Regions from separate parts of the Mus musculus genome. Here all the other regions are linked to region 1. The links are chromatin contacts, called in public promoter capture Hi-C maps. All regions are on one chromosome and are shown on one strand. Each heading gives the region's core, a stretch centred on a gene start, on an enhancer-like site or on the middle of the called end of the contact. The rest is flanking DNA. Distances are from core to core; before and after follow the strand shown.

What was found. Promoter capture Hi-C pulls out the DNA fragments that hold promoters and counts their contacts.
Region 2: a contact with region 1 is called in a promoter capture Hi-C map of hippocampal neurons, with 5 times the contacts expected there. The contact joins the enhancer-like site here to the promoter of 5031426D15Rik in region 1. A contact is called at or near these places in 6 of 39 promoter capture datasets (the 3T3-L1 cell line, the HPC-7 cell line, embryonic stem cells and 3 more).
Region 3: a promoter capture Hi-C map of hippocampal neurons shows a contact between it and region 1, with 6 times the contacts expected there. The contact joins the enhancer-like site here to the promoter of 5031426D15Rik in region 1. A contact is called at or near these places in 4 of 39 promoter capture datasets (cranial neural crest, hippocampal neurons, pre-B cells and 1 more).

The regions. Positions count from the first base shown.
Region 1 is chr2:6,926,862-6,931,061 of GRCm38.p6, reverse strand. It overlaps 5031426D15Rik (RIKEN cDNA 5031426D15 gene), which reads left to right and starts at 2,340. Exons shown (of 1, transcript NR_027890.1): 1 at 2,340-4,200. It also overlaps a transcript of Celf2 not described here.
Region 2 is chr2:8,110,434-8,114,633 of GRCm38.p6, reverse strand. No RefSeq gene overlaps it. Among named protein-coding and RNA genes, the nearest start is that of Gm30904, 230 kb to the left of the region's middle. Within about 2 kb of position 2,088, at least 7 of the 459 cell types and tissues checked have an H3K27ac peak or open chromatin away from gene starts, as enhancers often do. A contact at or near this core is called in hippocampal neurons, where this site is marked.
Region 3 is chr2:8,027,598-8,031,797 of GRCm38.p6, reverse strand. No RefSeq gene overlaps it. Among named protein-coding and RNA genes, the nearest start is that of Gm30904, 320 kb to the left of the region's middle. Within about 2 kb of position 2,312, at least 9 of the 459 cell types and tissues checked have an H3K27ac peak or open chromatin away from gene starts, as enhancers often do. A contact at or near this core is called in hippocampal neurons, where this site is marked.

The DNA.
Region 1 (4,200 bases), core at 1,091-3,590:
TCTGAGCAACCAGGACGGAGTGATTGCCTGTGGGCTACTCAGCGCTCCTTGGATGGACCTTGGATTCATCGTTAGATGAATCAGTTCAGAAGCATAATTTCACAATGACAGTAAGGACAGCAGAAATTAGTAACCTATTCAATTTACCATGACTATGTAGAGTATCCTCTAGTGTGCTTTCAAATCACCATTTCACAGTTTCAAAAGCAGAGGTTTTGATAAAGACCTGAAATCGCTATTTAACCTGCATTGGAGGTGGATGGCTCAGTTCTAAGCTGTGGTCCCCCTGGCTCCAGCACTCTTATCCATGGTTCTATACTCTCAGCCAAGTACGGCAACTGTAATTTCAATAGTAAAGTAAGAAGCTGACCCTGGAATACTAATATTGGGACATTCTTTGCCTATATGGCTGAGGTCAAGGAAGCTGTGGGGATCCCTTCATACAGCTCACACAAGGCAGAAAGTGGCAACGCGACTTTCAGGCACCCTGTGCATGTCTCAGTGGTTTAACTGCCTAACCAAGCTCTTCCTGCTTCCTTCTAGGTCCCATTACAAATAAAATCATCACTTGGAATTGTCTAGACCTAAGTAAGTTAGGGGAGATTACACTAGAAACAAATGGGAAAGAAAGGACAACTGAGAATCTGTTTGCCCGGCCTTTTAAGTTGTCTCATGTGGATGGATCAGCTCACAGATAATTTTATAGCAGCATCCTTCTTCCTTTTCCCTCTGTGTTTGATGGAGAGCTTACAAAACATCGATATCGAGTTATTTTCCTTTATTGCTGCTGCAAAACTTGCCTTAATAAGAAAGGAAAGAAAGAAAAATGGAAGCTTGTGGTCTGTCCACTCTATTTCTTCCAGAGAATCCCACAATCAAGGTTTAAGTCCTTTAAAACTCTTCTTTAGAGAAGGCATCTTCCAGTTGCTAGTATAAAATTCTCCAGGCCCCATACTAGCTTATAGATCTCTCTTTAGGGAAGTTACCTTTTCTCAGGTAACAGCTGCCAAGTGGTCAAGTAGGTATATGCCTCAGAGGAACTCAGACTTGGAGCACACATCTCTTTCCCCTGCATATAAGAAAAGTGGCTTGAAACCTGGTTATTGGCTTCTGTGAGCCTCGCTGCTAGCTTCTCTGCCATCTTATTAAATGCTGTGTACTGGATAAGGCAGTAAACCACCTGATCTAAAAGAACCACAAAAAGTGGATTGCACACAGTAGATGGCATTAAGATCTCACATCCTCCTGTAATGAGCCAGACCGTGCTTCCCCACGCTCGCTGTCAATGGTCCCACTCCACTCCACTCTCCAGCGCCTCAGGATTTAGTATAGCATACTCCACAGGATGACCCTCAAAGTCCTGCAAGGTAGCCACTTTCTTCCTATTCTATTTGCTTTATGGCACTCTGGACTTCTAGTCTTTTCCACATCTGATCAATCTTAGTCTCTACGATTAAGCCAGTCTTTCTGATGATTCACTCGCACTGCCTTATGTATTTCTATGTGACCTATGGTACTGGGCAATTTATTGGAAGACATTTATTATAGGTAATGGTACATTAATGGTATAATAGAATTAACATTTGGTGCATACGCATCTTCTGGGAGTCATCTGCTCTGTGAAGGATGACCCTCGATGCCTTTGTCTGAGTCTAAGAGGATGAACGCACTCGCCAGTGAGTTAAAGCTGTCAGAAGCCCTGTTACAGGGCTGGGAGAAGGAATCAACCTGTAAAGTGCTTGCAATCCAAACCTGAGAATCCTGAGTTCAGAGCCCCAGAAACCACATAAAAAACCACGTGTGTAACAGGAACATCCTCGTGCTGGGGGTGTGTGTTCTAGGGGCCTGTTGACCAGCCAGTTAAATAAACTGGCAAGCGCCAGAACCAATGTGGATCTCTGTGTCCAAAAGGAAGTTGGAGAACAATAGAGAAGGAACTTGTTGTCAATCACATATCTGTACACACACACATACACACACACACACACACACACACACACACACACACACACAAAGAAACTTCTAAACTTGACAAGGTCTGCTTTAGCTAACCATCAAGCTAAGCTTTGGCCAATGGATCCTGTCTCTTCAGCTCTTCTGCCCATCCCCCCTTCCCTTTGTCTCCCGCAGAAAAGAGAAGAACAGAGTGATTGATTTCATCTTCAGAGGACACTGAAGTGTTCAAGGCAGACCTCATGAAATGATGTCCCATTGGTCTTTGCATTGTTCACGTGATTTCATAAGAGAAAGAACTTGGTGTTTATAAACTGATCAGAGAAGACAGAAACTCTTACCACAAGCTAACCTTTTGTAAGATTTTATGCACATGTGTGTGTGTGTGTGTGTGTGTGTGTGTGTGTGTGTGTGTGTATGTATGTATGTGTGTGTGTGTACCATAGCATGCATATGAAGGTCAAAGGGCAATTTACTGGAATCAGCTCTCTCTTTCCACCATGTAAGTTCTGAGTTTCCTACTCAGGCAGGCTTGATAAGAAATGTCTTTACCTACAGAGCTGTCTCACAGACTCTCGCCTTTAACTTCATTTCCTCACCTTCCAAGTGGATAATCATAGTCACAGATATATCTCTTTGTCCTCGGCATCAAATGGGAGATGAACCAGAAGTCACCCTGCAAAGTCTGATCAGAGGCACCATCTTGGTTATCTGTCTCAGGGTTGTTTATGGCTTAAGGGAAATGCTTATGAAGTGTTAAACAGTCTTGGAGGGAGTCGCTAGACTAAATGTGAGTAATTCCTTAGGAGTCAGTAATGGGGACTCTCTGAAAGCTGTACTTTGGAGAAAAAAAAATGTTTACACCGAAATAAGCATGAATCTGTATCTCCGTTTCTGTGTCCATCTGTCTAGAGAGAAGGGTGTATGAAGGGAATTTGACAAGTTTCATCTGGAGAGGAAAACTTGCTCAAGCATGAGGATGCTGTTTCTCTGAAATCTGCACTTGGCTTCTTCCCAGGGATCTGACTTCTCCTGGGCTTTGCAGCTAAATTCTCAGGGATGTATCCTCAGAAGTACTGTCTGTACCAATTCAGCTGCTTCTAGAATGAGCCACATTTCAAAAGAGAGAAAAAAAAAAGAGAGAGAGAACAAACTGAAGAGTCAAGGAGATGAAAGTGAGAACACCAGCCATATGCCCAAGATATTCTCCACCATACCCTGGGGTTCTCCAGAGCCAGCGTATGGAGTGTGGAGCATCCTGGGGAAGCTTCCATGGAGAGACTCTAAGTTGGGTAGCTCAGTTTTGAAGGATTACATCACAGTCTGCTTCTCAAACATGTTAGAAAACAGAGAAAGAACAGGCCCACATTACCCTGCTGTGTATGAGGCAGGTGCTTTTGGTGGTGTGTTTTAAGAACAGGCTGATAAATTTCCCCTATCCCAGCATGTCCCAGACCAACTGTCATTATTCCTTGAGTTACTTTATGTTATGAATTTATATATATATATATATCAGTTACCAAAGTCAGCTCAACTTTATCAACCCATTTCCATATTGTGCTTTACTGTCAATAAGAGGTTGTGATTACCTTCCATAAATATTTGTTTAACTTTTATATTTTGTGTTCAGAATACAAATATTCTTTTCTTTTTTAAAGCAATATCACATGTATTTTACAAGTCCAATCAATCTAACATGGATTCTGTAGTTTGCTTTTCTGTTGCTGTGATAAATGCCATATCCAGAAGAAACTTAGGGAAGGAAATCATTTATTTCAGCTTTCACTTTAAGATCGCAATCCATCATTGAGGGAAGTCAGCACTGAGAACATGGAGAAGGTTGCCTACTGGCTTGCTCACTGTGTCATGCCCAGTTTGTTTTATTATACAGCTCAGGACCACATGCCTAGGGATGGTGCCACCTGGAGTGGACTGGGCCCTGCCACATCGATTAATCAAGACAGTCTCTCACAGATATGTTCAGAAACCAGTCTAATTCAGATAGTTCTACCATTAATGTTTCCTCTTCCAAGCTGAATTCTAGGTGGTGTCAGGTTGGCATTAAAAACTAAGCTACACAGTAGGGAACCAAACCAGGGTTGCTTGGAATATTCTCAAACCTTTAGCCTAGGTTAGTCAGTATATTTCAACCTTCTAAGAGTATTACATATTTTTTTCTCCTTGGATCCTTTTGGTCCATCAGCAGAAGGGCTGTCATCACATAACTATTGCCTGGCCTTTTCATAG
Region 2 (4,200 bases), core at 839-3,338, 1.2 Mb before region 1:
AAAGGCAGCAAGTACAACATGTGTCAGAGTCCAACCAGTCAAACATTTAACCACTGAGCCCACACTCTAGCTCCTTGCTTCAATTTTAACTCTAAATGTCTATTTTACCTCCCATCTTGCTGAAATTATTAACCACAATCATACCTTAGTTATTCTTTTTATTTCTGCTGTCTGGGCTCTTTATTACTTCTGCTGAGGCATCTATTATTAACCCAATCACAGCTCTTTTATAAGTCATGGGTCTTTCACTATATTCTTGGAAGACATTGCCTTTGCCTTTAGTTTTAGACAATCCCTTATTTACTGTGAAACTCTACCCTCTGCTCTTAGTCATTCTGCAACTTGATGCCCCAGAAATGGGTGGTACCCAAGAGGGACTTTTCCTTCTCTAAGAAGAAGAGGACAGGGTAATTGGGGAGGGATGTGTGAGGTCAAGATTGGGAGTAGAGGAGCGAGAGGGGTGGCAATCAAGGTGCAAAGTGAATAAATAAATTAATTGATGATAAATAAAATAAAATAAAATAAAAAACTCTGTCCTCCTCCCTTTACTTTCTTTGTAATCTTTTTAAAAGCTTGGAACTTTGTTACATTGTGTCTTTCCTTCATTTTTGGAGCACGAATAACTCTTAAACATGGTAAATATTACTTGCATGTTATTCTTTCAGTCTAGAAATGCAATCATATAAACATTAGGTTCTCTGTCTTCAGCATACCCACTATGTAATATTTTCTTCCTCTTCCACATCTTCATATTTTATTTTAATATTTTTATCTTGGGGTACATATTCTTATTGTTGTTTGACTTTTTCTAATCTATTTATAACAATCCTTTTGATAATTACTTTTTACTGTTGAACATTTTAGCAGCATCATTATGTTTAGATAATTTTTGTACTTTTTCCCCCTCTCTGGAAAAAAAAAACTATATCTTTGTCCTTTTAAATATAATAAGGTTAATGAGCTAAAGTTTGAGTTTATAGCTTCAATATTAAAAACTCTGAAACAATCATTTATATATTTTATCCTTTCCCCATTCTTGTTCACACTCTGTTTGCTAAGGCACCTGGTTACACCACAACTGTCAGATATTATATTTTAAATTTGTATTTAAAATATACAATTTTACATTAATTCAGTCTAACTTCAGGTATCTCATAGATGAAGGAATCTAGTAAAATTCATATGCAATTCAGAGAAAGAAATTAATCATTCCAAAATAAAAATGACTTGACTATATTACACTTTTAATATCACTTATGGCCAGTGATCCAGATATTCTTAAACTCTTGTGAGAGAGGAAATGGCCAAGGTTGCACAATAATTCCACTTCATCAATAAACTGATGTACAATGACTGTACCTGCATCTTGGTTCTGTGCATAGGTCCAGCTTTTCTATTGCATTTAGAAATATTGTTCTCATAAACAAAATCTAAAAACATTCGCTATGGGAGCTGAGCATGGTGCTTTTAAAGCTTGTGTTCTCCCTGTTGAAAAGATATTTGCTGTTCCACTGGTTCTCTTGGAGGTTCATTTAACACTCTGTAGAAAATCTCTTTATGTCCAGAAAATGATCTGCCTGCCCTAGGCACATTCCTTCTATCGAAAGATTTATAACATTTCAAGATTTGCAACTTAATGGAGTAAAACTTCTACAGTACTGTTAACTGAGAACCAAGTCTACTTCTAAATGCTTTTTTAAAGGACTTCATCTTATGTTAACAAGCTTCATTACTTCAGCAATTTGATATAGGATACTCAGGGAAGCAAACAAAGACCACAGCTTCATTAACCATGCCACCACTCCCTATGACAGGAATTCTTTGCTGAGGGATCCCCTTGTTATCCAAGACCAATTCATTCACTGAATTCTGATTTCAGACAGTCATGGGAACTCTGAGAGCCTTGACTGTTCTGTCTATTTTGTGTCTCCATCAGCTAGTGCATGACAGATTCTGAATCAATTTTGATGTCTGACAGGAATGGCCTCATGTTATTTCTTAGTCACCAGCCTTCTGAGCTCAGCCAGATGGCTCACCATCTGAGTTTTAAAGACCTCCAGGGGAAGTACACCAGAGGAAGGGTGGCTACCCCTTAGAAACCTTTTCTGCATCTCAGGGAGTCCAGCTGGGTGTCTGAGTGTAGTCTGCTTACCAGCTGCTGCTTATTTCCCCCTGATAAGGCCAGATGAGCACTGGCTTGTTTCCATTTGCACAGTATCCCTTCTTAATCAGTTCTAGAGCAACTATGAACCTTGGAAACATCCAATCTAGTCTTCACTGCAGTGTTCAAATGAAGATTGTTCCAGTGCACTGAGAAGATTGAAGAAATAATAACAAATTAGCTGTCAGACAATTCCTAAGTAGACTCTGCCTGAAGAATTTAAGCAAACCTTATCACAGTGAATTTTGGGCAGGAGAACATGGGATTCCTATTTAGCTTCTGGTAAGGTGGCCAGGTTTTATAGCAGCAGGAGTATATTAGACGCTCCCAATTTATTTACCATTATTATTCATCTAAGCTTTTTTTCTTCTTCTATGAATGCAGAATAAATTTGTCTTCAGCATGCTAAGATTGAAATGCAAATATACTATCATTTTGTGCAGTTGATATAACTTTTATCCCTGGTGTTTTGCTGGGGAAAACACAAGATTATCTGTGTATGACATTCACTAAGGTAACTCTGGGGATATCAAAGAATACATAATATATGTGATACCTCAAAAGAGAAATGCTGTTAAATTGCTGAGTTGCAGATTTAATATCTGAGACATTGTTACTACTCCTAGTGATGAACAATTCTTTTGTTTTTAGAAAATAAAGAAAGATGAGTTTTAGAGAACATAAAAATATCAACCTACTATTTGGCTCAGCCTCCTTTTTACAGTAAAATTTTCCTGAGAAAGTAACCTTTTGTTCTCTGATGTATCATGAACTGGACACAGGGCTGTGTATGTAATCAGCATCCAGTTTATAAAGAAATATATGTTTGCCCATATGTTTCTACAAAGGCATTAATGACCAGACATTTGAGACCAGATTATCAGGAAGCCCCACTTCTATAACCTTAGATTGTAACTGGTTTCTAAGTTGAATCCCACATTTTTATAGCTTTCGTTTGGTTACCCTGACAGCATCTGAGGTATTTCTTATATGCAGCTTTTAAGCAGCATCAGAAATGGAGCTTTTAAAGGCAATTTTGCATTGATATCACACTCATCTATAAATAGTTTCTCTTCTGAGGAAGAAAAAAAGGCTACATATTTATACCTGATCCATAGAACTTATAGCCTGTGAAGGAAAATGAACACACTTTCATTGCCTATAACTTATATAAATAAGAACATGGTATTCTTTTTATAAAATTTATATTAAGACAACTTTTTCTTCTAAAAATAAAATTTAGGCAAAATTATATTTTCTTCTATTAAGTAACAGATATCACAGAATTTTGTGACATAAAACATACTTTGATCCACAAATTAGAATAAAACTAGATAAGGCTTTAATGGATGTCTCAATACATAGATTTATCCTGCAATCACAGTGTCCGATTCCATTATAGATCAGACAGACCTTCTCATCTCATGTTATACATATTCAAAAGCAAAGTAGCCATGACTCTAAATATGCACTGCTGGGATATATTCAGGGCATATGAATATCTCCTATTTTTTAGCTTTTTCAGAGTCTAACTTCTTTTTTGTTTTGTTTTTTTGTTTTTGTTTTTGTTTTTTTCGAGACAGGGTTTCTCTTTATAGCCCTGGCTATCCTGTAACTCACTTTGTAGACCAGGCTGGTCTTGAACTCAGAAATCTACCTGCCTCTGCCTCCTGAGTGCTGGAATTAAAGGCATGTGCCACCATACCTGGCCTAACTTCTTTTTACATCTGTGAATTGACCAAGGCCCAACTGGCTTTTAAAAGTTCCGTTTCAGCTATTAATTACTAAATTTTCTTTATACTTTAATTAATACTTTAATGTTAGTGATAAAAACCATACAATAATAATACTAGAGATGTCCTTTAAAATTCATGAGGCTTTGCAATAAACAGTATATGCCAGCAAGTCCAGCAGTATAATGGAGATGGGTGTGGCTAGCAGCCAGCATTAGAGACCGACTGTAATGCTCAAAGAGAAACATTTACAGGGACCATCTTTAATTGAATATTTCATTTACTATAGTGATTGTTTATCATGCA
Region 3 (4,200 bases), core at 1,063-3,562, 1.1 Mb before region 1:
AATCATAATGATTTTGGAGATGGCATCAGCAACTACAAAATTCAAAGCACAATGGCACTTGAATCATGTTATGTGGGATACTCAGCAAAGAGAACACTGAGGGCTATGAGAAGCGGTGGAGAGCCAAGTGATAGAGCATGCTCTAACTAAAGACAACCACACAGCTCTCTTATTCATGCTTCTCAGCATAACAACGTTGGTGCTATTGTTGGCTTTCTGATCACGAGGGACCACTTCCTTTGACTCTTTTGACAATACATTCTCAGTGCTTACTGATTCTTTGTGTTGCTTCTAAAGCTCCTTATGTGTTCTTATTCTACCTGTTCATCCTACACATCATCAAAGCCTTCTCAATTCTATACTACAAGGCTGAATCTCTGTCTTCAGATTTAAATCTGTTAGTATATTCAGCAGCACAATGTAATCTTCATCTCAAGACACAGGTGTTACTCTGATTACTTTCTCATGGCCTCCTTAAGGGTTCTACCAATCAGCCACTGGCTTCTGCTAACTTGAACTGAAAAATCAAATCAAAGACCCGGGAGCACTGGCTTTATTCTCTAACATTTTAGTTATACAAAGCCCAATATAGTTCGTTCAATGTAGAGGGAGGTACGGAGATTCTTAGTAAGACCATGCAATGTTCTTAGCAGACAGCTCACAGCTGACTGTCTTCAGCTTCAGGTGAATGGACACTGTTTTCTGACATCCATGAGCACCTATCTGCATTCAGCTCGCATATTCTTTCTCCCAGGATATACCCATTGTTTTATAAGCCAATCTTGAAAACATATCATAAGCACTCAGTACATGAGAGCGTCTACTACTTTGAGTTCTTCTGTTGTTGTATTCTTCACAATTGCTGCCCTCCATGCATGGGAACTTTCATGGCATCACTGCAAAATTTTTCCCACTGAGCTCTAGTCTTAAATTCCTTTAGAATATAACCCTGTAGCCAGAGAGAAGGCAAGGGGGAGGGGGGGGCTCTGAAATGAAAGACTACTTGAGCTCACCACACTTACCCCCTCTCATCTTTCAAATCCTTTTTACTCCTGAAAAAAAGAACTCAGGTCACCATTCTCTTGCCTATATTTCCATCTGTGTGCCCGGGTATTTTGGTGTGTCTGTTTCAACCATTCCAAAATCTGTGTTTATAATCTGCCATGCCTTTTCTTCCCAAACAATACGCATGTTCTTTGCTGTGTAAATAACATTCTCTTCACATTTTCACCCTCTGGGGCAAACCAAGTATCCTCCTTTCATCATTTCTTCTTCTTAAAAATAGATGTTTTGTGTTCTTATTATACTGGCCCTTATTAGTGCTCTCTCTTAATTTGTGGTTCTGGAATTTTAAAAAATTCAGTATCTCTCTAGAGACTTGTTGACTTACAGTCTATTTCCTATCTCTTGCTTATTTTGTACACAAAGAACATTTTCTTACTGAGAATAAATGGCCTCCAGGGGTAACATAGCGTGTCTGAAGCTTTGTCCTCTCTATTGGATCGCCAAGATAGAATTTTGAAAGATGAGTGTCACCAGTGTCCCTAGGGACATTTGTGGACTGGCTCCTAGAAATGTATAGATCACTTGTGTCCCTTTGATATAGACATTTTGTTGTTGTTATACCTGTTTGTTATTATTTTTGTCTCTTTTGCAAATGAAGAAAGAAGTAGCAAAAAAACATTAAAAAAACCAAAAACAGAAATCAGAAAACAAAAAACAAAAACATCCTATGAATGACTTGAGTTCCCCTTCCCTTGAAATGAAGGCTACCTCACGATTGGGTCATGTTCTTTCCTGAGGAAAGACAGAGAGGCTTCAAGTGAAACAACAAGCGTCAAGCTGTGAAGCAGTGATGACCCATCTATCTGGAGGAGGAGTACTCACAGCCCTGGGGAGCTTATTTGGGTCTTAAGTTTGAACAGTTAAAGAACAAACCCCTCAGTGAGCTGGGCTAGGGACAGGGACAAATGAGTGTGGCAAGCAATTGGGACAAAAAGACAAACACATCGAGTTTTCTTTTAAGTTCCACGCAAATGCAGGAAGCCTTGCAAGAGATGTCAGAGTATAAGGATCTGAGGTGTTTTTCCTAAAGAGAATACTTTTCCATGTCTAAAGTCTTAAGTGTAAAAAAGAAAGTTGTCATTGAGGTACACTGTAGATTTTTCATTTCTTAAAAAAAAAAAAAAATCCCTCAAATTTGATTTGAGGACAAATTCAGCATTTTTTAAATTACTTATGTAGAAGAGGATATTTTAGATATTTTTCAGCTCCATTAAACATCAGCTCTGACTGAAAAAAAAAATATACGCCTAGGTGGGTGTTGATTAATGGTGCTAAGAACACTTTGTGTAGGATTTTATGCTAATTACCCTTTATACCCTCACCCGTGTCAATTTTAACAATCTAAATTAGCATTTTCTCCGAGGACTCAGAAATGTGAGAACTGGGAAATTGGCTCAGTAAAGCTGAGTTAGCAGTGAGAAAATTGAGATGTTCTATATTTCTGTATTAACATCTGCTGCTTGTTCAAAGCGTGATCCTTTCAAAATGATGAAGATATTGGGGAGAAAATGGAAAACAATGGAACAAAAAACTCATACTTCATAATTTTTTGTAAAAAATGCAGCATTTGACATTGCAATCAACCATTCTACGTAATAATGTCTGGAATAATGGAATTTTGGATATATAATGTTTGAAATTGATTACATTATTTCGGGTGTAAATATTTTAGCTTCTCTGTGACTTCAGCACCTGTATAATAGAACAAGCTCCCAGAGATATTTATTTATGAAAAATATCAAGCAAACTCCCAATAAAATTAACTTCCATTGTGTTTATTTCTGAACTTGTTCTAATGGGAAACAGGCATTTTCAGTTGATTCTTTGTAAAATGAAATGCCAAATATCATCACGAGGAATGATTTATGGAATTTGCGCACCTCACAATGGTGACTATAGGCTTAAGACAGTTAAAAGGAGGAAATAGGGTCTGGAGATATGGTTAAATTGCTAAGAGGACTTCTTGCCCTTCGAGAGGTTCCATGTTCACTTTCTAGCAACTATGTTAGTGGCTTACAAACACAAATTCAGGCATCCAATGTCCTCTTCTGGCCTCTGCAAACTGCATACATAAAGCATAAATTCACATAGATTCATACACATAAACACACATACACACATCTGAATTTTCTATATATTTTAAATTTTAAATATATAATATAAATATATATAACATATTTTAAAATTATATATATAATCAGATGTAGAAGTTGTTGCAAGCATAGAGGTACATAGCTATAATCCTACACTCAGGAGGAAGACAGGAAGATGACAAGTTGGGTGCTTGTCTGGGCTACAGAATAAGACCCTGTTTCCTCAAACACCAAGGACTGAGGAGGAAGCTCATTCAACATATACTGAAAGCTCTAGATTTAGGCCCCAGTAACACACATAGAAAGTCTGATATGGTGGTGTCTTAGTTAGGATTTCATTACTGTGAACAGACACCATGACCCAGGCAGCTCTTACAAAGGCAAACATTTAATTGTGGCTGGCTTAACAGTGTCAGAGAGTCATTCCATTATCACCACGGCAGAAAGCATGGCAGCACACAGGTAGTCATGGTGTCTGTTCACAGTAGATATAAAGTGCACAGCAATGGTCTTTTTTTGTCACTTTTTGTGTCTGTGTGTACCTATGAGCATGTATGTGTATGTTCACATAGGATGGGTACACACATATGAAGGCTCAAAGATTGATTTGGGTGTATTCTGTATTCTTGAGATTATCTTTTTTGAAACATGGTCTCAGTGGCCTGGAACTTTCTGAGTAGGTTAGATGAGTTGAATACCAAGTACCAGGGATCTATGTGTCTCTGCCTCCCCAGTACTAGATTTCAAATGCACTGCATTACACATGTGAGTTCTCACATAACTCAGTCCTCCTGCTTGTTGGCTCAGAAGTTTATTATGTTATTTCCTAACCCTTTTATCTGTTACATTATGGACTTTTTCTATACTGGTAAGCTGCCCAGTTCCTTGTCAGCACACACTCCAAGTGCTAAGATGCAGACAGTGCTACAACATGGTTAATTAAAGGCATTTTTTTCAGTTTCAGATAAAATTGCAATTGCTAGGCAGCCAGTGGTAAGCCATGTATAACTTTGTCATGTACCCATGTCAGTAAAACCTGAGC